Regions from separate parts of the Urocitellus parryii genome. Here region 2 is linked to region 1. Evidence: chromatin contacts called from public Hi-C data. All regions are on one chromosome and are shown on one strand. The core of a region is the stretch at or near the end of the contact, and the rest is flanking DNA. Distances in the headings are between cores, read along the strand shown. Region 1 holds the start of Sub1 (SUB1 regulator of transcription). Region 2 holds the start of Golph3 (golgi phosphoprotein 3).

What was found. A called contact is a pair of places that touch in the nucleus more often than the background predicts.
Region 2: a Hi-C map of muscle shows a contact between it and region 1, with 5 times the contacts expected there. The contact joins the promoter of Golph3 here to the promoter of Sub1 in region 1. A contact is called at or near these places in 2 of 2 Hi-C or Micro-C datasets (liver and muscle).

What each region holds. Positions count from the first base shown.
Region 1 is chr1:23,337,214-23,345,094 of mUroPar1.hap1, reverse strand. It overlaps Sub1 (SUB1 regulator of transcription), which reads left to right and starts at 4,430. Exons shown (of 5, transcript XM_077795555.1): 1 at 4,430-4,507; 2 at 6,826-6,898. The coding sequence starts at 6,827.
Region 2 is chr1:23,699,018-23,706,898 of mUroPar1.hap1, reverse strand. It overlaps Golph3 (golgi phosphoprotein 3), which reads right to left and starts at 2,966. Exons shown (of 4, transcript XM_026390125.2): 1 at 2,421-2,966. The coding sequence starts at 2,645.

The sequences.
Region 1 (7,881 bases), core at 3,181-5,680:
TAAAATGGGTTCCTGGATCCAGTTAAAGAGCTCATATAAGAACTAAGGGGGGGCTGGGGATGTGGCTCAAGCGGTAGCGCGCTCGCCTGGCATGCATGCGGCCCGGGTTCGATCCTCAGCACCACATACCAACAAAGATGTTGTGTCCGCCGAGAACTAACTAACTAAATAAATATTTAAAAAAAAAAAAAAAAAAAAAAAAAAAAAGAACTAAGGGGGGGGGTGGGGCAGGGTCAGAGTGGATCTCTCACTTCCTTCCATCCCAAACCCTCTGAGGATTTGATGGCTCCTTTCTTCCCCAGGGTGTCCTCAGAATAGGGAGCAGGGTTATTTCTCAAGAGTAGGGGTCTCACCTCTCTTCTCTTCTGACTATTCCCTTCCACAAATTCTCAAGAATATCTGATGGGAGTCGTTGGAGGCAGAAAGAACTGGTTTGATTAATCATATATTATCTTAAATCTTTAATTTATGTCTAGAACCATAATAGCTGAAAAGTCAGAAGCCAAGCATCTGGCTGCTCTTCTCTGCTTTAAGGTTCTTTTCCTTATGGTACCCTGTGCTAACAAAATGGGGAATGTGTGTATGGGTCGAAAGGCAGGAAGCTCTAGGCACATGAGGCACGTGGGGTAATACTTCAGAAAAATGACTCACTACTTGAATGAGCCTTTTTCTGAAGTTCTGGAAAGAGTGTGTAAAGGGGTGTTAGCACAGTGCATCCTGGGAACTACTTAGCAGCTCCCCAGCCTCCAGGAATTTCTCTCTGGTTGTCTCCTCAAACTCTGGTATTTCACAGTTAGTGAGCTTTTTCCTTTATTCATTCTCATTTCTGATCCCCAAAACTGCCCTTTCTGAGATACCTCCTGATTTTCCAAATGCAGCACATTTATTTAGCTTACTTTTTGCATCATCCATTTCTTCCAGACCAAGCTCCGGAGTAAGAGGTATGTGTTGGAGATCCTTTCACATCCAGAGATGCCTTGTAGGAACTTTCCTATAAAAGGAGCTATTACTCACCCAATCCCAACCTGTACAAATGCATGTGAATTAGGCCTCACTTCCAGTAACTTTTTTCCAGTTACCACAGCTCTATTTTTTTTTAATTTCTTCTTCTTTTTACCTAAGTCTAAGAAATTATTTTTATTTTTATTTTTTTGAATTTTCTGTATTTTTGTTTAATAGACATCATTTAGGATCAAGGGTTTGCTAGTAGTTTCACAAAGTATCACACCCAAGAAAACTGAGGTAACTAAATTTGCATGCAAAGCATCAGGCCTCCCTGCTTCTAAAAATGCATACTTCCTTAACAACTCCTCACCTCCAACTCGGAGAACTGAAACCCAAACTTACAGCAGGCACACTGCCCAGTTCCCTCAGAGACAGAGACCTGAATAAAAATGCTTGTTAAAGGGAGAAGGCCCTGGGTTGGATCACCAGCACAGGAGGAGAAAGGATGGAGATGCCGGAGATGCCATATTAAGTGCACTAAGTTTACCGTGAATATAAAACATGATTTTTATTTATTTATTTATTTGTTTATTTATTTATTTATTTTTAAGATAGGCGTGGAGGTTTGTGGGGTCCTCAGACTGTGAGCAGTACTAGTGTTTATGTTTGTGGTTTCTTTTATTTCCTTAGATTAAGTTTTGCAAAATATACTTAAAAGAATCAGTTTGTATTTTTGTTTGTATATGATCTTGTAAAAAATCTAGCAGTGGGCTGGGGCTGTAGCACCGTGGTAGAGCACTTGCCTAACATGTGTGAGGCACTAGGTTTGATACCACATAAAGATAAATAAAATAAAGGTCTATCAACAACTGAAAAATATATTTAAAAAAAAGTCAAGCAGTGTTAGAAGAGTTTGGGGAGGTGTGCTTTCACATTTAATGATCAGACTTCAACTCAATCTCCTGTGTTCTCTACTTCACACCCCCTCCACACATTTCATTTCTGCCTCTCCATTTTTTTCCAGAGAATATATAGCCCTTTTCTGGGGTGAAAGGTGGGGATAGTTGGGGACCCAGGAACTGGGGTAATTCCTTCATCTGTAGACTCAAACACTCCCATTTTTTAAAAAACCCACTGACTCTCCTCTGACTTCTGGTCTGCAGTTCTTGGCTTCTGTAGGATCTTTTTTTTTTTTTTTTTTTTAAATACCTTTATTAAATATTTATTTATTTTTGTGTGGTGCTGAGGATTGAACCCAGTGTGCCTCACATGTGCTAGGCAAGTACTTTTAACACTGAGCTACAACCCAGCCTTGTATAGAATCTTTTTTTTTTTTTTTTTTTGAGAGAGAGAGAGAGAGAGAGAGAATTTTTTTTTCAATATTTATTTTTTAGTTTCGGTGGACATAACATCTTTATTTTATTTTTTTATGTGATGCTGAGGATTGAACCCAGCACCCCGCGCATGCCAGGCGAGCGCGCTATCGCTTGAGCCACATCCCCAGCCCCCTCTATAGAATCTTTTACTTTGCCAAATCCCTTACAGATTCTCTGTTGACCTTCTTCATACTTTGGGATTCTGCATCACTATGTTTGGTGTGGCAGCCATCCGAATACACCTCTTAGATCTCCTACTGCAGGGAATGTGACTAACCTAGGGCTTGGTAGTCACGATTGGGCACAGTCCTTAATATGTGCTGCTCTACTGGGGACTTAGGCTTCCTTTGCCTCCTGAGCATGCCTCCTCTTCTGCTGCTCTTTGAGGCCCAGAAATTTATTTTTGGTGACAGCTTTGAGTCTGCACAATTCCAAGGCTGTGCCAAAAAGGAAGGTTGGCACTCTCTCCTATGCATGCAATGAATGCAAGTGGATCTCAAAGTAGAGTTGCTTGGAACCCACTGGGGTTGAATTTAGAAAAACAGATTTTATTTTTTTTTACTCCTAATGCATACTCCAAACATGTACAGAGACTTCAACTGAGATTATATTCACTCATACTGAATGAGTGAATGAGCTGCGAATGGACTTTGAGCAGTTCCCTGTACTGGATTAAAGGGAGTTATAGCTCTAACTTGGAGGAGAGGGAAGGGAAGTTATGACTGGCTCTGAACCCTGTCCCTTCTTCAGCCAGCACCCAGCTTTCCAGGGAGAACCATATTCATGGCTTCCAGGGCCCAGGCAGCCTGATAATCCTCTAGTTAACCCAGTATGTGAGCCTTCTCTGACCAGATATCCTGAGAAGTGGGCCTTGACACAAAGCCCTGAGGCACTATTGATCCCTAGGAAACTTTGGTCATCTGACCATAGTGTCCATGCAGGAGTTTCCCTAACTGCCTTTGGGTGTGCAAATTCCAGGCTCCCAAGCTACCAAGCTGAAACTGTGGTTACTGGGTGCAGTTCATCTTTTTATAATTTTAATTTTTCACTTTACTTTTTAACTATCTTATTGAAGTATATCTTACCTACTATAAAGTTTACAACTGTAAACACATGTGTAAGCAGTACCCAGATATTTCAGCATCACAGCAGTTTTCTTTATACTTGTCCTTAATGACCTTCTCCAGGGCAACCTGACCTGGAGGTCGGTACATAGATTATTTTGGCCTATATTTGGAACTTCATACATAAGGAATTATACAATCAGTGTTTCATTTTTTTTTTAAAGTAATAGGAAATGGGATAGAGGTTTTCCATTCTCCTTTAGTAAGTAGCAATATGAGTTAGTGCAAAGTTTGAATCCTTAATTAACTAGTTAATTTAACCATGTTGACCCTTGGTTTCCTCATCTATAAGATGGAGAGAATAATCATTCCTATTTTGGAAAAAGCTCATTAGGATGAGCAATATATATACAGCACCTCATACAGTGTGTGGCACATGGTGGGTACTGGCAAAATCTTTGTTGAATAAATATATTGATCCTTGGTTGTAGTAAACCTTTACCAAACATGTTATAATAGCTTATTCTGCTTATAGAATGGATTTTTTTTTTTTTTTTTTTTTTTTTTTTTTGCCTACTGTGAAGTACCTTACACCTTCATGACTAGAATTTAGGCCTAAGGGCTGTGTGTCTAATAAGTTCTGCTAAGATTTCTTACACTTTGTGGAATTAAATGCTGGGGCTGTGGCTTCCTTCCTTTGGATTTTAGCAGCCATAGTTAGATACTGAGGGTGAATGGAATATGAAGAGGCAAATTTCTGGGAAAATGGGCCAGCATGCTTTCTTTTTTAGTACGGTCTTTTCGTTTCAATAGAATAAACATTTATTGAACCAGTGCAAAGTTCAATGCTTGTCATTTCATGTTTCATTCGCACCCTCATTCCTTCTCAGGTTAGGTTCAATCTTTAAGGCACTTCACTTCAGCGGCAACCCCCCAGAACGAGGAGAGGCCCCTTTAAGGCCCTGGAAAGGGTCTAGGTGTCGGTTTCGGCGGGGAGGCCACGCCCCATCACGTGTGCAAGTTCCAACGGGGCGGGGCCTGCCTCTCTAGTCTGCCGTCACTTCCGGTTCTCTGTCAGTCGCGAGCCAGCGAGCAGAAGGCTGTCGACTGCAGAAGCGGAGCGTGAGTATGCGGGCCCCGCCTCCACCCAGTCGCCGGTACCCCCGTGGCTTTCTGGGCGATGGCCGCAGGAAATGTCGGTTATGCTTGACCTGCCTGTTCCTTCCTTGGCGTTCCCGAATCCCCTCTTCTGTGCCCGACAGGGCGCCTCGCGCACTTGGGCCTTCTGTGCCAGACGCCCGTCTTGGGGTACCGAGGCCAGGCTGCGGACAGGGCTCTCCCGGGCGGCGGGATGCGGTTGGGCGGGGGCGAGGAGCCGCGGGTAGGGGACCGGGCGACCCCGGGACAATGGGGCGACGGCCGGGGCGCGTGTGAGGCCTGCCCCCGCCAAGGCCTCCCTCGGCCCTCACCCTGGCCGCTAAGGGAGCGGGGCGCTGTGGGGAAGGGTGAGAGCGGACGCGGTGGGGAGGGGGCTGTGGGGGAAGATGGCTGGCTTGCGGGGCGGCGGAACGCAGCGAGAGGAGAAAATGGCGCTTGGTGCAAGTCCCTCCCCTTCCCACACCGTCTCCTCGGCACTTCGCCGCCTCGCACGCCCCCTCCGACCGACCTGCCTCCCCTCGCCCCAGCCGTTTCCAGCCCCTTGGTTCTAGTAGCTTCCTGGCAGCGCGCGACCCCCTTCTCTGTCTCTGTTCTTGGCACCTTTGTACGCAATCCTGTGCCCGTCAGTCCTAGTTTGTCTTAACCACGTTTTCTCTAATCCTCCTCCACGCGGTTAGCAAAGGCTGAAGATTTTTTTTGTTTGCGTCTTGTACATAATTCTACAATAGTTTCTTCACTTACCATTTGCCAGAATTATGCGCTCGCCCCATCCTTTGGAACAGTAAAACCTCATTAAGCTTAAGTAACGATATATTTTGTCAAAAGTTTAGAGGCTGGCTTTAGCCACCCTCCCTTGCTTTCTTCTTGAATGGACTTAATTTGAGTTAAATAAGAGGTGGTTCTTTGAAATGGTGTTAGGTCCCAGGCAGCTTTGGCTAATAGACGATAGTTATGGTTGATTGATTGCAAGTGAAAAATAGATTATATTCAATTGCATCTTAGAAAGGTTTTTTTTTTTGGGGGGGGGGAGGGGGCAGCTGTATTAGCGAGCATAGAAAACTGAGTTAAATTGATTTTGGAGATTAGGTTGTAAAATGGAGCAACAACAGGAAAACCATATGAAACTTGGTTATGAATGATGCTGTTTCCCTCTGAATTTGCTTTTCTCATTTTTAAGAAATTACTTATTAAAATCTGCATGGTCGGGTTGGGCACGATTTGAGCTTTTTTGAATTTCGTCAGGATTGAGATGGCCCATTTTTTTTTCAACCTTGACCTCCTATTGTGAAACAGTCAATGCCAGTGCCAATGCAATTTTAATATACAGAGCTAGATTATGAATTTTTTTGAGGAAAAATTCAAGTCTTTCCCCCCCTATATTCAATATTTACAGAGTGTGTTGTGTTTATTAGGCCCTTTAGGGCATACAAAAATTTAATAAGGACCTAGACTCTTCAGACCTGGAGGGAGCTAAAGGCAATTTGATAATTAGCATTTTAACACCTGGTTATAAAAGTTCCTTAAAAGAGGTACCCACATGCCTTGGAATTCCAGGAGATTTGAGATTTAGGCAAAAGCCTCTGCTCTCTGCTTTATGCTTAGACACTAAGTAAACATCCATTTATAAGCAAAGCACTAGATTATCTGTAGGGGGTTTTGCCTTTCACAGATACATATTGTTCAAATTTATTTCCAAGTAGAAAAATGAGGGTAAAGTCGAATTATGGATAACTTTGTGAACTCTGAATTAGTACCTGTTATTCTGATAGTGTTGCCAAAAATTTAAAATTAACATACAGAATAGGTAAAAGATATGATTCTAATGGCAAAATTAATTAGATATCACATTTGTATAGTACAGCTGATTCCTGTGTTGTGTTATGTTGAGGTCCATTTTCAGTGATCTCTAGTCTGATATCTAGTGAGAAGTATACAGTAGTACTAAATAGAATTATCTACATTTCTTCTGGTTTTAACAGTAATTGTAAGCTGCTTTCTTGACTCTACCCTTCCATAAACTTATGATCCTTCTATAATGAAGCATTGAAAAGATCCATTGACTTTGAACAAGATAAAAGGTGAATTTAGTTCTTTCTCATAACTAGGCTCAGAACGTTTCACTCTGCTTGTCAAGAATGTAGGTTAACCCTTGTTAATGAACCTTTGTGTTCAATATAGCAACTTTAGTGCCATAAGATGATAGAATGAACCAAGAAACTTGTTCTTTTTTGAAGGTGGTAGAGCTATTTGTAACTTATTTACATAATGCATTTTTTTTTCAGAATGCCTAAATCAAAGGAACTTGTTTCTTCAAGCTCATCGGGAAGTGATTCTGACAGTGAAGTTGAGAAAAAGGTGACTGTTACTGCATCAGGTCATTTTTGTAATGCTTGATTTAGCAATATTGCCCACATCTATTTCCAAGAGATAGTAAAAGGCATAACCCAGTACTAACATGAAAATCTGAGTTTCTGAAAATGCAGAATGACCTTTGGATCATTTGACTAAAAGTACTTAGTATGCTTTTTTGTACATCCATACCTGCTGACTTGAAGGTACAGATTTAGACCTACATTCTACTTAACAAAATCTTTATTGAGAACCTTTAGAAACCTTAGCATCGAAGAATAATTTCCATAGACTGACTCTAGGGGAATAGAATTCTAATTAGGCCAAAGATACTACTTGCTGTTATTCAGAAATGTGACTAATCTGTAGATATTATTTGTAGTAATTGCCGAATTAGCAGAATTTTTAAATGCCAGCATTCTCAGTCATCTGTGTTTATTTGCCCACAAGTATTACTGAATTTTGGGCTTGCTACGTTTTAAGTTTGAATATTATTTGCTCTGATTCCTTCCTTTTAGTTTAATTATCTTCCAGCAAAGCTGATGTGGTGAATCAACCCATTTTCACAGAATGGGCTTTTTCTGCATTAGATGACAACTGCTCTGTAAACTCTGCATTCCACTTAACTGAGCGTCTCAATGGAGCATAACGGAGCATCTCACTTGCTGCGGTCAAGACTTCCTTCCACACAGACCTATTCTTATAGAAGTTTACATATATGAATAAACATTCATATCCTAGAAATGGAATTAGTTGATGGCTTTCTTCCTAATTACTATATTTCCTTTGTGAAAATAAGTAATTAGCTTTTGTAGATCTGTGGTTTCCAAGATTTTATGCTTTATTTAGCAGCGGGCCCCTCATGCCCCGTTCCCCAAGCAGTACTAGCTAAGAGAAAAGGGAGAGCTTATGGGAGAATCTTAGAGAAGTTGGATCCTTGAAGTGTAAGTACAGAATATAACATCACCTCAATTTTAGAGTAAGGATTC
Region 2 (7,881 bases), core at 1,717-4,216, 360 kb before region 1:
TTTTAATTTAAAATAAGGCTATAATATATGCACATATGTATGTATATATACATATATGTAAAACATGCCCAACAATAACGACTTGCCTAAAGTTTAGCTTTCAAATATCTTTAAAGTACTGATATTACAAAAGTGATTAAGTTAAAATAAACAGTGCATTTACTAATCCATATTACTACAGTTTAGAATTTATTAATAACAAATTTGGTAAGTTGAAATCTAATATTAATAAGCATAAATGCCTACGTTTGGGGTAAAAAAGCAATTCCTGCCCCCTAAAAAGGGTGATATAAGACATGGGAGAGGGGAAACTTACCAAGCAGGAAAACATGAATGGATGAGTTCACAGTACAGGTAATTACTATGTGAGTATGTGATGAAAGAAAAAAATAGAGAGGTTAATCTCTAAAACCAAAATCTAAGACAAATGCAAAACCCCAGATCACAACTCCTCAGACCTGCCTACAAAAAAGCAGGGGAGGGGAGGCCTATGTGGTTGTTGAAATCAGCAAGAATAATTAGCTATTGTGGACCTTGTCCATGACTTGCAAAATATAGTGACTAGTAACAAACATATCAGATGGTTTCAATTACCTTCCAAAGAACTTCAAATTGTCTAAATAGTGTAAGTATCATTAAACATCAACAAATTCTTTAATTATGTTCTTGAGGCCTAATCACAGAAAACAGCAATGGTAATAGCTTTAAACACGAAGAGTTAATACATATTTGGGGGGAAAAAAAGAAGAGGTACTTCCTCACATTAGTGACTCAACACCTAAAGCTACTTTTTGTTTTAGCATTTCTTTATAATTTAGTTTTACACAGTTTTATTCAAACAGAAATATCAAAAACTAAATTATTAACCAGAAATGCTTGCTTTCTTCATTCTGCTTTTTTGATATTTTCTAAAATTGGGGGGGGGGCTTAAATAAAAATATTTAATAGTTTACTAACAAGATTCCAAACTCTGAAACCTAAAAAAGGTCAAGTTGAATACTTTCTAAACCACATTTCTGGACATTAATATCTACTTTGTTTATTCATCCTCACAAAAAAGGAAATTCACATATGGCCTACTTTTATCATCACAACTCGGCAAAACAGACACTGGGGTCCCTTTTACAGTCAAAGAGACATCAACTTTTTTCAAAGTGGCTGTTATTAAGATCTGAGAAATCAAGATATTGCAGACACCCTAGACATTTCTATCAAGGTAAAACTTAATGCATTAGATTACTAAATTACAAACAGTCCATAAAAAGACTCATCTATGCCTGATAAAATCTGGGGCATTAGGAAAAGAAAGTTTTATTGGGATGAAATCTTTTGCCCACCTTCCCAAATGAAAAATTAACTTAAAACAAACTTCTGCATCTGACTCTCAAAAGATGTTGTCTAGTTTCCACACTAAGGTAAAAAAGCTCCTAGGGCCATACAACTCATCATTTATAGAATATACAATCATGTATTTATGTACAGATCTCTTTAAAATTCAGTTTTGTAGCTGGGTGTATACGTGGAAAAGCAAATAAAACAAAATAGTTCTATTAGAGTCTAGACGTGAGTATATATAAAGATGTTCACTGTAGTTTTTTTCCCCAACTTTTCTGTGTGTGATAATTCTGGATATTAGGATGAAAATGATATATTTCAAAAGTCAGAACACAAATATCAATCGCAACTACAACCTATCTAAATCTTTGAAACCTTTCATCAAATTACAAACCTAGCATTTCAAGCACTTTAACGAAAAAAAGCCGTTCCTTTAAAACGTCAAAATTTTCTTCATAACAGTCAACTAATAAAATTTAACAGCAATATTAAAGATAAACTCTCACCTAAAGCAAGATCATCTAGAAAGTCGTTTTCCAAATTTCATCACAACTTATGACTTTCAACTTTAATGGGAAAAATAACTTTTTCCTCCGAATTTTTTCATAACACCAAATGGTATACCTTAATCTGTTCAAAAGAAAATACAAATCCCACGACAAGCGGATCTGTATCCCTCCCAGGTCCTAAAACCCGCAAAACCCAAGAGTTCAGGGCGCTGGAGGTCCTGGGTGTTCGGTCTAGCGGGCAGTCTCCAGGGTGGAAATGCAACCTAGGATCTACCCAGGCTGAACAGGCAGAGAAAAAGCGAGGAACGAACGCAGACTGCCGAGTGTCGAAATGGAAAGAGACTGTGAAAGGGGGAAGGAAAAATCCAAGCAATCTGTGCGAGGAGGATCTGGAAAGCACCGGGCGGCGCAGGAGGGAGCCAACTCAACACTCCTCGGGGCAAGCTGGGCGCTCCTGGCCTCCGGGCTCAGGAGCGAGGAGGGCAGGTGCGCGGGCCCAAGGCCGGCGCCCACCTGGAGCCCACCTGGGGCCCGGGCCCCGTGCCGCCGCCCCCGCCCTGCCCGCCGCGCCCGCACCTCTCGGTCCTTGAGGCCCAGCAGGAGCACCTCCTCCATCAGGGTCAGCCGCGTTTCCTTGGAGTCGCCCTTGTCGTCGTCGTCCTGCTCGTCGCGGCGGCTCTGAGCGTCGTCCTCGCCGCTGCCGCTGCCGCCGCCCGCCGCCCGCTCCTTGTCCGCGGCGTTACGGGAGGCCTCGGTGCGCCGCTGCACCAAGCCCGAGCTGCGTTGGGTCAGCGAGGTCATGGCTCGGGCCAAGGAGCCGCGCCGGGCCGAGAGGGACGCGGGACCAACCGGGTCTCCCTCCTCCTCCTCCACCTCCTCCTCCTTCCCCCGCGGCCCCCGACCCGGGCTTCCGTGTTAAATCACTGTTCTAGGGCGACGTCGGTCGGCAGCTGGTCCGGGAGCAGTCATGGGGAGACGGGTCGGGGTGAAGCGGGTGGGACCGGCGTCGGCAGGGCGGGAGATGAGCGCCTTCCTGCCAGCGGCCGCTGCCCCAACACAACCCAAGCTCCCCAGCGGAGGCGGCGGCAGAGGCCTTCCAATATGGCGGCGCTAGCTGACGTCACCAGAGGATGTGGCAGAGCCGGCGAGGGGCGTGTCCGGGGGCGCCGGAAGCGGCTGGATCGGGCGGGACTCTTGGTCTTCACCGCCCACCGCTCCGGGCCTGCGAGGTTCGCCCAGCCTCTCAGTCGCTACGTACCCTGGCGTCGGCTCCCACACTCGAGGCGTGTCCCGCGTCTGTCGGCCTCCCCGCTTCGCCCCTCACTACTTGGGCTGGAGCCAGAGGCCCCCAAGACCCCCTACGGGTGCAGCCCGATCCCGGGCGCCCTAGGTGGACCCCGCTCGGCTCGTAGCTGTCCCCTTAGCACCCCAGACACTGTGGCCTTAAGAGGAAGCTCCTGTCTTTGCGTCCGGGATCCCGCTTGGACGCCCGGATCCCCGCGAGCTGCAGGAAGGACTTTGCTCGCTGCTGGTGAGGTGCCAGAGGTGCGCTCTCTACCGGGACTTCCTGGCCCTTAAGAAGGAGCACCTGCATCCAAGTGGCTCAAAGTGGACTGGTAGTGTTTTCCAGGCGTAGAGAGGTTAAACAAATTGACCATTGGCTACTGCTGGTAAACCTTTTTTCCTTCCTTGCCTTCGACTTGTCCAGTAAAGTGACCAGGGCTCGGTGAGTGCTGTACACTTAGTACTGAACACGGGAATACACTCGACCTTAACGATCCTTTTATGGAGACAATAAACCTGTTGGGTTTCATGCCACGTCTTTGTTCACATTAAATCTGTAAGTAATGACTAGGTTAAATCCTCTTGGCGTGCTTGACAGTTTGTTCAAACCATGTTCGAGAATAGCAGTCAAGGGCTGGGATTGTGGCTTGGTGGCAGAGCACTTGCCACACACGTATGAGGCACTGGGTTCCATCCTCAGCACCACGTAAAAATAAATTTAATAAAAGGTACTGTGTCCATCAAAACTAAAAGAAAGTAAGAAAGAGAGAAGGAAGGGAGGGAGGGAGGGAAAGAAAAGAAAAGAGAAAGAAAATTTTAAAAAAGGAATAACTGTCAAACGGGAAAACCTGAGGGGTTTGGAGGAGTAGGAGAGGGGAGCTGACATTGTGGGTCATCCAGTATTGTTTCAAATAATGAACACAGGCTGTGGCTGAGCAATGGTTTAGATAGATTTGTTTCCCCCTCCACAGATCCAGAACTCCTATGTACCAGATCAAGCCCAGGAAAGTGAGAATGCTCAATGACGCCACTGTGGAAGGGTGTGCACCAAGCCTACCTGACCTTTTTCCTGTCTGGTCAAAGTCAGTTTCCCCTCAGCCAGTTTCTCCCATCCAGGTCCTTTCCAACTTTTTGTTCTTTCATCTCTCTTCCAGTTCTTTACCAAATAAATTAAAGCATGTTTCTTTGTGAAAGAAATGTAATTAATTTACTATGTGACTTAGTCAAATCCATAGTTCAAAATGTATAAAATTGTGTGTACATAAAGAATGAAATAGTGGCATTAGCAGGTAAATGGATGGAAATGGAAACCATCATGCTAAGGGAAATAAGTTAGACTCCAAACATAGTGTTGAGTGGTTCTTTCATATGTGGAAGCTAAAGTAAAATAAGGGAAAGAAGGCAGTGTCACAGATTGGATATCAAATATATAGGGAAGATCAGTAGAGTAGGAGGTGGAGAAAGGAAGGAGGAAGTATGAGAAAGGGGAGGAAATTTGGAATGAATCTTTAACAAAATCACATTACATGCATACATAAATGTGCCAAAAGAATATCCACCTTTATATGTAGAAAATATCAATCAAAAATAAATAAAAGAGCCAAAGAGAGTAGAGGAAGGAGAATAGGGGGAAGAAGGAAGGGAGTGGGAGATAAGGATTGAAATCAAATTCCTTGCATGTATGACTTTGTCAGAATGAACCCAACTACTATGTGTAATGCTCTAACTTAAAAAAACAATGTGTGTGGGGCTGGGATTGTGGCTCAGGGGTAAAACACTTGCCTTGCATGTGCAAGGTGCTGGGTTCAATCCTCAGCACCACATAAAAATAAATAAATAAAATAAAGGTATTATGTCCAACTACAACTAAATATACACACACACACACACACACACACACACACACACACACATTTTTTGTTAACTGTGTAGCCAAAATCTTCCAGCACTGCTCCTGTTTATCCAGTTGGCCCCACCCCCTGCTCTCCTGAAGATTCTACAATATGCCAGCAATTCTCTGATAATCTTCCCTTAAAATGTGAAGCCAAACATCCCTCCGCTTGAGTGTGGGCCAGACTTAGTGACTTTTCCAATGAAGAGAATGTGGCCAACATGACTGTGTGTGACTTCTCAGACTAGGTCATAATATTCTTTGCAGCTTCTTTCTTTCTCCCATAATCCCATCATTCACTTTGGGGGAAGCCCATTGCCATATCTTGAAAACAATGGGAGAGCTATTCACTAAGAGACCACTGGGCAATGACAAAGTCTGTATGAATTTATCACAGTGAAGCTTTTGAGAAACATAAAATTTCCAAAAGGATCTATCATGTAGGTGGGTATATACAGGGACTTTGTGCCTTAACCCAATAAAAAGGCCTTGTAAATGAAGCTATAAAAATACCAGAAGAAAACCATGGATGAATTATTTTATAACAATAGAAAGGAAAAGCATTTATCACCATGACACAAAATCTGATTTAAAAAAAAAATTAAAATTACATATTCACATAAAGTTGCAAAATTATTACAGAAGTGTCTTGCATACCCCTAATCCAATTTCCTCCAGTGGAAACATATAACTATGATATGCTGTCAAAACAAGGAAATGAGAAGTGAACATTAGCACAATTCACACATTATTCAGATTTCATTGCTTTTTATATGCACTGTGTGTGTGTGTGTCTGTGTCTGTGTATGTAGGTCTATGCAATTCTACCATATGTACTCACCATCACAATTAAGATATAAAGCTGGTTCATCACAACAATCCTCATGCTACCCCTTATAGTCACAGCTGTCTCCAGCCTCTCACCCCACCCCATTTGTAACCTCCAGACCTGTTCTCCATCTCTATTATTCTGTCATTTGAGAATGTTACATAAACGGAGTCATACATTATATAGACTTTTGGGATTTGCATTTTTCTTCTGCATAGTTCTCTTGAGATCTATCCAAATTGTGTATATCTATAGTTTATTTCTTTTTATCTTTGAGTAGTATCGGATAATACATGTGTAGTACAGTTTGTTTATTCATTCATTGAAGGACTTTTGAATTGTTTCCACTACTATGAATATTTACATGTTTTTGTGTGGATACAAGTTTTCACTTATCTGGATTAATGTCCAGAAGTACAATTGGGAAGAAAGGAAGGAAGAAACAAACAAACCCAAGAAATTGTTTTCTAGAGAGGTTGCTATTTTACATGCCCAGACTAACTTTTTATGAAGCATAGAAGTATAAAAATAAGTAGCAAATCTTTCAGAGGCATGCAATAAATTTTTTTCCTTTTAAAATTTGATAAGAGAGCTGTAGATGTGGCTTAGTGGTAGAGGGCTTGCATGGCATTCATGAGGTCCTGGGTTTGACCCTCAGCGCTGAAAAATAAAAAGCAAAAAGAATTGGGCAGGAAAAATGTAATTAACCATTAATTATATGTCAAAGAAGGCTCTGTTTTACATGTTGCTTTTATTTATTTATTTTTAGTTTTTTAGGTGGACACAATATCTTTATTTTATTTTTATGTGGTGCTGAGGATCGAACCCAGTGCCTCACGCATGCCAGGTGAGCACGCTTCCACATCCCCAACCTACATGTTGATTTTAGACTGAAGGATAGGTCATAATTCTTCAGTCCCCGTAACCATATTTTTACATCCTTGCTGTGGCCTTGTAGCAGCAGGAGTATACTTTCTCACTCTTGATGTCAGTTTAGCCCAAGCCTTGACCTCGGAATTGGCCACCTGACTGTCTTTGGCAAGCAGGATGTTACTGATGTAAAGCAAATCAAGGCTTGAAATATGCTTGTGACTTGGGCTTGTCTTCTTGTGCTCTCACTAACCACCACGATTCGAAGAACTTCTTTCATGGCTTTGAGAATCACTTTGGATAGCCTCCCAGAGTTTCAAAAGAAGGAGAATGGAGCGGGTAGAAGCAAGCTCACAACCTAGAGGCAAGCTAGCAAGCCCAGTTGAGATCAGCAGAGCCATTCAAACTACCCATGATTGTATGAGCCAGAAACAAAGGTTATTTTATAAGCCACTAAGTTTTGTGGTGTCAGATAGCAGTAGGTAAAGAATACTGATAAGTTAGCTCATTTAGTTCTCATGACATCCTGTGTACTATAATTAGCCCCATTTTACAGAAAAGGAAACAGGCACAGAGTCATTCAACATCTTGCCCCAGGTTACACAATCAGCTCCAGAGGCCACATTCTTTTCAAGGACCTGATAATGACTCAGTGTTTTTAGGGTCCAATAACAACTACATAAAGTGGTCTTCCTCATAACAAACAAAAAAGCCTAAAACAAATGTAAAGTTTCAAAGGCTTTAAATTTCAAATGAAAAAATTTCATTTTTGAATAAGTAATAAATTCACATATTTTATTTTCAAAAGTTGAATAAAAGGCCTGAACACAAACACATTGCACTTCAACCCCTGATGTCCATCTATTGTGAGCATAATTCCAAGATGGCTGCCATGTTTGGGGGTGGGGGGGGGCCCTTCCGTGTCCACACTTCTGTGTGATCCCTTCTCTTTGAGCCTGGGCAGAGCTAGAGTCTTGTTTCTAACAGAGTATGAACAAAGGTGAAGGATGTTACAGATATAATTAAGGTCCTAACACTTCCAGATAATCAAAAGAAAGACTACTCTAATACCAGCTACTTGGAAGGCTGATGCAGGAGGATGACAAATTTGAGGATAGCCTGGGCAATTTAGTGAGACCCTATCTCAAAATAAAATAAAAAAG